2 separate regions of the Zea mays genome follow, and region 1 is linked to region 2. A link is a contact called in public Hi-C data. All regions are on one chromosome and are shown on one strand. Each heading gives the region's core, a stretch centred on a gene start, on an enhancer-like site or on the middle of the called end of the contact. The rest is flanking DNA. Distances are from core to core; before and after follow the strand shown.

Evidence for each region. A called contact is a pair of places that touch in the nucleus more often than the background predicts.
Region 1: a contact with region 2 is called in a Hi-C map of ear, with 1.5 times the contacts expected there. The contact joins the promoter of LOC103647038 here to the promoter of LOC100285024 in region 2. A contact is called at or near these places in 2 of 25 Hi-C or Micro-C datasets (ear and tassel).

The regions. Positions count from the first base shown.
Region 1 is chr2:144,684,645-144,689,985 of Zm-B73-REFERENCE-NAM-5.0, forward strand. It overlaps LOC103647038 (RING/FYVE/PHD zinc finger superfamily protein), which reads left to right and starts at 3,389. Exons shown (of 7, transcript XM_023301652.2): 1 at 3,389-3,787. The coding sequence starts at 3,458.
Region 2 is chr2:144,464,896-144,470,477 of Zm-B73-REFERENCE-NAM-5.0, forward strand. LOC100285024 (transcription factor RF2b) reads right to left here and starts at 3,038. Exons shown (of 4, transcript NM_001157919.2): 1 at 2,331-3,038; 2 at 1,974-2,106. The coding sequence starts at 2,857.

The DNA.
Region 1 (5,341 bases), core at 2,139-4,638, 220 kb after region 2:
CGGTCGGTACCTCTTGGTCGACGAGCGGCGATAAAGTCACGTCGGGGACTGACTGCACCGTCGTCTCAGGTACGAGGGTGACGTCAAACAAGCTTTTAGCGAGCGCGCTGGCGTCGTCCGCTTGCTCGGGATTGGCGCGTCGCGGGGAGACGGCGCTCGTCTTCGTCTCAAGCGCGAAGTCGATACCCGGTGCGCCCCTCGTTGGGGTGCCAACGCTGTCGACTCGCTCGACAGCCGACGAGGTGCTGCCTCCTGCTTGGCCTTGGTCGCCCTGCCTTCCCCTCCGTCGGCGGGGGAAAGGGCAGGATGAGCTCGAAGGGTGTTCTTCCACCACGCGGGGAAGACGTCGTCGATTCCGCCGCCGGCGGGCGGGCTGTCGGCCGCCATTGTCGTTGTCGCGCGGCGGTGGAAGGAGTATCATGTCGTAGTTGCCGTCGAGGGACATGAACTCAAGACTCCCGAAACGGAGCACCGTCCTGGGTTGGAGAGGTTGCTGGAGACTGCCCATCTGGAGCTTGACGGGAAGCTGTTCGTCAACACGCAGCAGGCCCCTACCTGGCGCGCCAACTGTCGGCGTTTCGAGACCGGGGGGTCCCTGGGCCGACGAGTGAATGTCGCCGCGTGCCCCAGCCCAGATGGGTCGAGCGCGAGGGCGAGCGCGAAGGGGGGAGAGCGAGGCGGCCGGAGACCGGCGTGAGAGAGGTGGGAATCTCGCGGCCTTCGTGTTCGTCCCGCGCCCAGGTCGGGTGCGCTTGCAGTAGGGGGTCACAAGCGTCCACGCGGGAGAGGGAGCGAGCGGCTTCAAGCGAGCGCCTGTCCCGTCCTCGTCCCCGCGCGGCCAACCCTCTCTAAGAGGGCCCTGGTCCTTCCTTTTATAGGCGTAAGGTGAGGATCCAGGTGTACAATGGGGGGTGTAGCAGAGTGCTACGTGTCTAGCGGAGGAGAGCTAGCGCCCTAAGTACATGCCGTTGTGGCAGCCGGAGGGATTTTGGCACCCAGCTGGTGTGATGTCGTGGCCATCGGAGGAGCGATGGAGCCTGGCGGAGGGATAGCTGTAGGAGCGGTTGAGTCCTTGCTGACGTCCTCTTGCTTCCGTAAGGGGGCTGAGAGCCGCCGTCGTCACAGAGTACGCGGGGCGCCATCATTGCCTATCTGGCGGAGCTAGCCAGATGGGACGCCGGTCTTGTTCCCTGCGGCCCGAGTCAGCTCGGGGTAGGGTGATGATGGCGCCTCCTGTTGACGTGGCTGGTCTGCGCCCTAGGTTGGGCGATGTGGAAGCTCCTCCGAAGCCGAGGTCGAGTCTGTCTTCCGTGGTCGAGGTCGAGTCCGAGCCCCTGGGTCGGGCGAGGCGGAGTTCGTCGTCTCCTAGGGCTGAGCCCAAGTCCGAGCCCTGAGTCGGGCAGAGCGGAGTTCGCCGTCTTCTGGGACTTAGCCCGAGTCCGAGCCCTGGGTCGGGCGGAGCGGAGTTCGCCATCTTCCGGGGCTGAGCCCGAGTCCGAGCCCTGGGTCGGGCGGAGCGGAGTTCGCCGTCTTCCGGGACTTAGCCCGAGTCCGAGCCCTGGGTCGGGCGGAGCGGAGTTCGCCGTCTTCCGGGACTTAGCCCGAGTCTGAGCCCTGGGTCGGGCGGAGCGGAGTTCGCCGTCTTCCGGGACTTAGCCCGAGTCCGAGCCCTGGGTCGGGCGAAACGGAGCTTCCTATGGTGCCTTCGGCAGGGCCTGACTGCCTGTCAGTCTCACTCTGTCAAGTGGCACCGCAGTCGGAGTGGCGCAGGCGGCGCTGTCCTTCTGTCAGGCCGGTCAGTGGGTCGGCGAAGTGACGACGGTCACTTCGGCTCTGCCAGCCGGGGGGGCGCGCGTCAGGATAAAGGTGTCAGACCACCTTTGCATTAAATGCTCCTGCGATTTGGTCGGTCGGTGCGGCGATTTAGTCAGGGTTGCTTCTTAGCGAAGGCAGGGCCTCGGGCGAGCCGGAAATATGTTCGCCGCTGGAGGGGGGCCTCGGGCGAGACGGAAATCCTCCGGGGTCGGCTGCCCTTGTCCGAGGCTAGGCTCGGGCGAGGCGTGATCGAGTCGCTCGAATGGACTGATCCCTGACTTAATCGCACCCATCAGGCCTTTGCAGCTTTATGCTGATGGGGGTTACCAGCTGAGAATTAGGAGCCTTGAGGGTACCCCTAATTATGGTCCCCGACAATTATTATAATTCAATGATGGATAATATTGATGAGGTGACCGATAAGAGGGTGATAGCTTTGGGAGCAATAAAAAAGGACAAGATCATGGTAGCCAGGGCCTACAACAAGAAGATCAAAGCAAAGTCATTTCAAGTAGGGGACCTGGTGTGGAAGACCATCCTGCCTCTAAGGAATAAAGATCGAAAGTTTGGAAAATGGTCGCCAAGCTAGGAGGGTCCTTATAAAGTAAAACAAGTAATGTCTGGTAACGCATATTTACTACAAACATTACAAGGCAAGGATTTACCCAAGGCTTTGAATGGGCGTTTCCTCAAACAGTACCATCCTAGTATGTGGCAAGTTGCCTAAGAGAACTGATGTAATCACATCGAGTTAGTTGCTTTTGGTTTGCTCAACTCCACCAAAAGGCAGGGGGCATATGTTGAGCACTAAAAAGAGCACCGGACAGTCCGCGCAAGCGCAGAACAGATTAGGGTTCCGAGTTTCTTGCTATGTTTGTTGGCGAGAATCTCGGGATTAGCTCGGAATTTTGTTGGTAACGGGTCCAGCCCCCCTCCTCTATAAAAGCAGAGGAATACGACCGATTTAATCAATCAATCAACCCTCAACAATACAATTTATATTTATTCTTAAGAGTAGTTCTAGTCTAGTTTTAGATTAGTCTTCCAATTCCCAAATTCTTCGCTTCTCTTCGACTCTACGTCGATTAGAGCAGTCTAGGTCGGCCTGCCGAGCCTAGACATCTCCTGTGATCTCTCCTCCCCGACGGGGTCCCTCCCGGGAGCGAGATCCAGGTACCGTCGACGACTTCCGCCGCCCCTGCGCACGCGCGGATCGTCCGGCCCCAGGACGCGGGCCGTCCGACCTTCAGGCAGGAAACCCTAGCCTCGCGTCAGGCCGCAGACCGTCCGACCCCTGGCCACGGACCGTCCGCCCCTGTACAGAAAGCACCACCGCTAGTTCATGTTGAGTGATTGACGCCCGAAAAATGTGTCAACACTCGCCACATTAGAAAAAAGTTATTTTTAAAGAAATCTTCTCTTGGCAAATATATAATGACAACGGAAAAAGTGTTAAATGAAAATATGATATATGTGACAGTGGAAAATAGAAAAAAGTTATTTTTAAAGAAATCTTCTCTTGGCAAATATATAAAGACAACGAAAAAGTGTTAAATGAAAATACGCTATCTGTGACCGTGGCAAAAAAAAAAAATCCTTATTTGTGGCAACGGCCAACGCCTCTCGGCACGTGATCGGGACGATGCTTGGAGTTCGGATCAAAAAGTTTCTGCCGACCTCAGCGGACCCGAGGGCCAACGAAGCCCAAAGCCCACAGACGACGCTACGGCCTCGCCTTCCGTTTCTGCACGTTCCTTCTCTGGAAGCCGAGGCCCGCTCGCTCGAAGCGGCTGTTGCGCCGCTCAATTTCAATCCGGAGGCTGAAGCCACGGGGGAGAAGGGCGCATGGTTTCCGCAGCGCGCGCTGCATCCCTTCTGGCCTTGTTGCGGCCTCCGGAGCGCGGATCTTGACATCGGCGACGACAACGGCGAGGAGGAGGATCTTCTCACGGCACTGCGACCCTGCGAGATGGTAAGAGCTCGCGCTCCAGTTCCCACCCTCTTCATTTATGTGGCGCGTTTATTTCTCTTCGTTATTTGGTTGGCTAATTTCTTCGGAGAGTGTTAAAATCCGTGTGGAGCCAACCAACTCTGTGACGGCAAGGTGTTCGAGATCATGCGGATCACATTTGCTCGGCTTTCAGCAGGGAAGGGGAATCTAATCGGACGGAGTCGCGTTATTAGACCTATCCTATTCTTGTGCAGAACGCGCCCATTTGGGCAGGGGCTGGTAGCTGGTACTATTTTGAGAAGGGAACATGTAGGGTAGCACATATTAAGTTATGACCGGATCCAACACCCTTCCACAGCCTCTTTGTTGCCCTGCATTTTTTTTTTCAAAAGAAACACCCTCTACCACCTGCACCGTGATTTTTGCATGAAAGGGAGACGCGCGAGGACGTTGGACATAGGATGGATGGTCGTGTGGTGATTTAATATAGGTACCATGTGCATCGAAGACTCTATGTGCATGTGACGCTTTCTCTTTTCACAGGGGCGGGAGCGAGGCTCCTGCTCGAGGGGAGCTTTGGGGGGGGGGGGGGGGGGGGCATGACGGAGACGAGTCCCCAGCTCCTGGTTTTGCATAAGAATAGTCAAATATCTTGTCGTCCAGAAACACGCTATTACTGCCGTGTCTCCTAAGCCTTTCCATTATCAATTGTTGTGCCAATTTTCTAACTCTGAAACACTTTTGAATTTTGTTTGTGTGTGTTAGATTTTGTGTATAAACTACAGTTTCAGATTGGTAGAATCCTGCTGGCAAAAATGTTGCCAAAATGCCAACACAACTTTGAAAAGAGCTTACTTAGGCAATGAAGTCTTGTGGAGTGAGAGAAAAATTGGTAATATCAAGGTGCAGCTTGCCATGGCTAAGGAGGTCCTTCATCGGTTTGAAATTGCTAGGGATCGCTGCACTCTATCTGATGGGTAAGAATGGCTGCGTAGGAAACTCAAAATGCACTGTCTCGGCCTTGCCTCGCTTGAGTGTACTATTGCCCGTTCTTGAAGATGATCTGGGCGCCAATCACTACGAGGAGTACCAGCAACGGTGCTCTCTGCAGCAGCGTGGATGGTCCGCTGTGTAGGACCAGACAGTCCGCAACCTGCGGCAGGAGCCGAGTCTTCTCTCCGCTGAGCTGGATGGTCCGTGCCTGGTGGCCGCACGGCCTGCGTGTGCGCAGAGGTGGCGGCGTTAGCCAACAACACCTGGATCCGACCCCCGGGAGGGACCTCGTCAGGGAGGAGAGATCCTATGTTTTGTCTTGTGATCGACAGGCCACTCAAGACGCCTCCAGACGATGTAGAGTCGAAGAGAGGTGAAGGTTGAGGTGAAGAAGGCTACGTTACTCTCTACTCCTAGGGCAAAAGGAAAGGAACATAAGATATATTGATTTTGATTCGACTGCTGGTGTTTCAATCGACCGTACCCCTTGAAATATATAAGGGAGGTCTGGACCCGTTACTAGGCGTTCTCCAATAACTTGCACGAGTTTAGAGGGATAAACACGCGTGGAGATAGTAGTTA
Region 2 (5,582 bases), core at 1,788-4,287:
TTACTTTGTTCTTCTGTTGCTTAAATGACTGGCCAAGTTTTGAGAGAGATATATAAAGGATAACTGACTCCTACCACCAAATTCAAAACTTCGGCCTAACACCACCCCATCTGATTCCTCATCTCCAATCAATTGAGCTTTCAATCAGAACATCTATTTGTGTCATGACCAGCCTATCAAGTCCAGAGGCATCACCACTATGACCCTACTTTTAGGTGTAATAAATCCTTCAGTAGTCACATCAACTAAAACAATACTTGCAGGCAAGATTGTTAAATAGAAAACTTCAAAATTATTGTAACGTTTGAGCTGTGTTGGCATGAAGAAAAGACCACGGACATAAAATTATTGTTGCCTGGTTGCAAATAACATGACAACTTTTAGTTCACACATCGACTGGCATGTCATTCACAATCCATATAAGACCAGAGGTTCAAGATGCAAGTCTTCCATGGATCAGCTTATTCTGCTTCAGAGCGTGCAGCAAAAAAAAGTGTTCTAAGCACCTCCTGAACATAATGACCTTTTGGTCTCGAATATTCACCCCAGCCCATGTAACATAAATTTGCAAGCACAACTGAACTGAGAAGAACAACATTACAATAATTATACAGCATAGACATGTTATCTATTTTACATCCATGAGGACCATACAAAATGAAAAGGAAAACAGCATCCACAATGTCCTAGGGTTTATATGACGGTACTATATGCCCATGCATTACTTACTATTATAGTAAACTAATATGTCTGGACATTTCTCTAGTAACATTATCATAAGATGGTGTATCAACTTCAGTCATGTAAACTGATGAGTGGATTCTTAAACAAACTAATGCGTTATGTGCAAGAAATCTGGAGGGTAACTTATTCACCTACACTAGAAAGGTAAGGCAGACAAATGTAAGAGTACAAATATTTTAACTTCTCATGAAAAAAATCAAGTTTTTGTGTACACTGTACAGAAACAATGAAAACTAGCAAGGAATGCTAAAACTCAACCAAATGACACTGACACAATCGGTCATACTCATACCAAAAGTCACTAATGGCAACTCAAAACTTGGAAAGAACTTGGTGGGTAAGAAATAGCATGCATTCACGAAGTATATTAAAACAGTTTCCAATGCAGCAAGTTGGTTGTGACCTTATTCGTTACAAAATGTTCCAAATCTCAAGTTCAAATATCCATAATAGAACGCCTAAGTTGGTTGTGACCTTATTCGTTACAAAATGTCTAAAATAAAGGTGCAATGTTCAATATTCATGTGACATATACTCCCTCCGTCCCAAAATAGTTGACCTCATTCAATCTTTGTCCCAAACTAGTTATCTTTCTCTTCTCCCAATATACCTTTTCAATTTACAAATGCATCTCTATCTTTATTTTTCTCCTCCTTGTTTTATGTGCACCACATCTTTTTTACTTGTTCTAAATTCCCGTGTCCAAACCTTAAACATCAACTATTTTGGCACGAAGGGAGTAGGAGGAATTCATCCAAGAACGATCAAGGAGAGAATTCATATCCATCCAAGGATCGAAGGTAGTTAAATTGAAACAAATCCTCATGAATTAGCAAAAACTCTAGTAAGAAGAAGATATAAAAAGTATACTTGAGCAAAATCGATAAGCCAGAACAACAAACAATTAGTCCAGCCAATCAAGAGGATGCGAGTGGAAGTGGTGATAAAGTCAGCTAAGTTCGTTTTCCCCTTTGTCCAGCACAGCAAGAGAGCAAAGAATTTCGGTGGAGGGATAAAATAATAGCTGATCTCCCATTGTGGTAGACTGGTAGTTGTAGCACAAGACAAGCCACAGTCAAATAATTAGGGCCGGCTGAAGCAATGGTATGTTCGCACACCCAACCACAATATGATCATTTTTTTTTGTCTCCGAGGATAAGCGGGACTTTGGAGGGGGAACAATAAGTTATGATAGTGCCTGGTCAAAGCAACCAAGCAATATTCGTTACCTGAAGAAGCGTGAGCTGTGCCGAAAGTGTGGTGGCCTCTGTCTGCAGCGTCTGCACCTTCCTCTCCAGCTCACTGGTGTACTTGATCTTCCTCTCCTTGGACCTCGCCGCAGACTGCCGGTTCGCCAGGATCCTGCAGAACGAGGAGTCGAGGACCACCGCGAAACCAGATAGTTACACCTCACTTGGACCAGAAGAAATTCAACGCGCGACAAGGATACGGATCTTGAAACCAGGACTTGACCAGATAGAGGACAAGGTACTACCACGTCCCAGCTCCATCGAGCATCTCAAGCTGCGGGGGAAGAAGCAATTTTGAGGGAAGACAGCTCGCGACCGCGGATGGCGCTTGCTTACCTCTTGGCGCGCTTGGGGTCGAGGAGCGCGAGCTCGGCGAGCCTGTCGTCGGGCACGGCCTTCTTGGCGTAGTCCGGCAGCACGGACGTCGGCGCGGACTCGCCCTCGAACGGCGAGGTGGCCCCGTCCATAGAGCCGCTCCTCTTGTGCCCCGCCACGCCCCCGCCTCCCTGTAGCGAGAGGCCGTCGAAGAAGGCGGCGTCGAGGGAGAGGCTCCGCATGTGCGCTCCGCTCGGCGGCCTCGGCGGCGCCGCAGACGCCGGCGAAGCCGCCTGCGGAAGCGGCTGCTGGGGTGGCGGGGCCTGCGGCTGCGGCGTCGGGTCGGACGCCGCGGGCGAGTCGTCGGACAGCGAGGGGAAGTCGATGTCGGAGAAGCCGAAGTCGGCATCCGGGTCCAGCAGGAGGTCCGCGTCGGGCAGCCGGATGAACGTCTCCGATTGCGCCCGCCGGTGGTGCCCCCGTGCCGGGAGCACACCGCCCCCGCCGAAGCAGGACGACGGCGCCGGCGGCGGGAAGCGCAGGTCCATGACGGCCGGGCTGGCGGAGGTCAACGGGGGTCAACACAGCCCGGGCCGAGGCGGCGGTTGCGGTGGGGACTGCGGGTAGGGTGGATGGGGACTGCGGGTAGCAGCAGCCTGAGCCTAGCGGGCGTTGCTCGGGGCGGGGCGGGAGAGGAGATGCCTGCCGCTGCCGGAATGGGTGTTGCCGTGTTGGTTTGGTAGGTGCGCCTGCAGCGGTCACGGTGGGAGTAGTGCAGCACAGTGTCGGCCTGTCGGGGGCTGCGCGGCTCACTTCCGCGTGGACGTGTCGCATGGACCAGGCCCGCGTCACAGAAATCGCGAGGCGGAACTTACGGTGGCTGGAGATTACCGGTTCATGCGGAAGGTTCATGGAGGGGACGAGCACGCGGCGGCGAAACGGGCACCGGGCAGGTCCTCCGCGTGGGGGCTCGGGGGCACCAAGGTCCCTGAGTGGATCAGGTGCATGAGTCGGTCACAGCGTCACTGGGAGCGCGGATCATGAGGTGGTTTGGACGATGGGGCAGGCCAGCCCGTATCTGTGAACCGGGTGCACGGGACCAGGACATGGAGGGCTGGAAGGGTAACTTGCGACGCGTGGAAAGGACTGCCGCGTGGTTCCGGGGAAAGAGAGCGGCGCCGGCGCGGCCTGACCTGTCGCGGTGGTTGCGGGGCCCGCCCACCGGCCACCGGCAACTCGCCTCTTGGCGGTGGACCGTGCGCGTTACGCATCACAGAAAGTGGGACCAAATAGTCAGTCTATCTATCACATCTCATTTCTCATCTTTTATTTCAAGTTTTATCTTGTAAACAGTATCATATACAATTATATGTCCTCTATTTTACACCGTGTGATGGAGACTGTAGCAGTAATAGAGTAGCCATCTTCGCGGAAGATCCGAATATTTATTCAGATTTAATTTTTATCTTCTTTTCTATTGTGAACGATTAACATATAGAATGTACTATATAAATTTATTTTCTTGTTTTTAACATTAAACCTATTAATATTCATAAAAATTAAACCTTAAATTCATTCTACATATTTTTAAATAATTAATATAAAATTTAAATATGGATACAAACACGGATTCAGATGTTTTTCAACTTTTTTAGGGAGAAAATAACGCACACAAAAAATATAAAAAAATATTGTACTTCATAATATTATTAATAACATGACTAAAAATAGCTTCAAATTCTATACATATATATATATGTCAAAATATTATACTCGTTTGGATATAGATATTGGAACACATATTGAGAACTGAAATCAGTTTTCCAAAATTTTGTTGTTTGGTTACACGTAGAATTAAGGTTTAGAATCAGAGACCCAAATCTCTGGAATTGGACTATAACTAGAAACTCAGTGTTTCAATACAGAGCATCACCCCTCGGTATTGCGTGAAATTAGACCGCATAATTCTAAACTCCAATTCAGTGACATCCAAATAATAGAATTGGAATTACATCTCATTTCAATACCATAGTTGGTTTGGTATTGAATCCAATTCAATTCCTTGCCCTCCAATATCGACATCCAAACAGAGACTTAGATTTGTCATATAAGTCAGATGTTTTATGAACATCTAGGGATGGCAATTTTACCCGCGGGTTCGGATATTCGACGGATATTCGATCCGACGGGTTCAAATTCGGGCATGAAATTTGACCCGCGGGGCTCGCCCGTACCCAACCCACGATAAAATCGGTCGGGTACGGGTTTTATCTCCTACCCGCGGGTATTCGGTGGATACCCAAAACTAATGAAACTATTTTTAGCTTACTAAAAAACGCCCCAACGGCCCATGCTCCATCGTTCATCTAACCTAGCACAAAATCCCCTCCCCTGATCACCTACTCGGCGGCTACAGCTCTCAGGTAATGTCCACACCCAATCTCCCACCCCCTACGAGCCCAGCTCCCACCTCCCAATCTCCTCCAGACCACCATGTTATCCCACTGGTCACCGACCACATGCCTGGATGCCCCATGAAAGGGAATTAGGCTTACACCTATTTCCTAATTGATTTTGGTGGTTGAATTGCCCAACACAAATAATTGGACTAACTAGTTTGCTCTAGATTATACATTCTACAGGTGCCAAAGGTTCATCTACAACTATACTAAATCGACTGTCCGGAATACCGTAGATTATTCCGGACAGGAGGAGCTTTTTGGAAAAACAGGCCAAGCGCGGACCGTCCGGGCCCCTGCGGCGGACCGTTCGCAACACCAGGATGACCCTCGGACAGAACCAATGCAAAAATCCAAGTCTGCACTACGGACCGTCCGAAGGAAAAGCAAGGACCGTCCGAGACCTCGCGCGGACCGTCCGGCCTCAGGCGCGGACCGTCCGGTAGGTGAGGAACCGAAAACCCGAAGGTGACGGGTTCGGAAAAATGAATTATAGCGTCCGCGCGGACCGTCCGGGGTGCACGACCGGACCGTCCGCGACTGACTTTATCTGACATCTGACGACGCATTAAATGCAATATAGCCGTTGATATAGCCGTTACTGCTGACCGTTGCGTTTTCAGCCGTTGATCTACAGGCGTGGACCGTCCGGACCAGGAGGGCGGACCGTCCGCGGTCGGCAGAATGGAGCAACGACTAGGAAGTGGTTGGTGGCTATAAATACAACCCCAACCACCTCCATTCACTTCACCCAAGCATTCCAACCTTCAACATTCAATACAAGAGCTAGCAATCCATTCCAAGACACATTCAA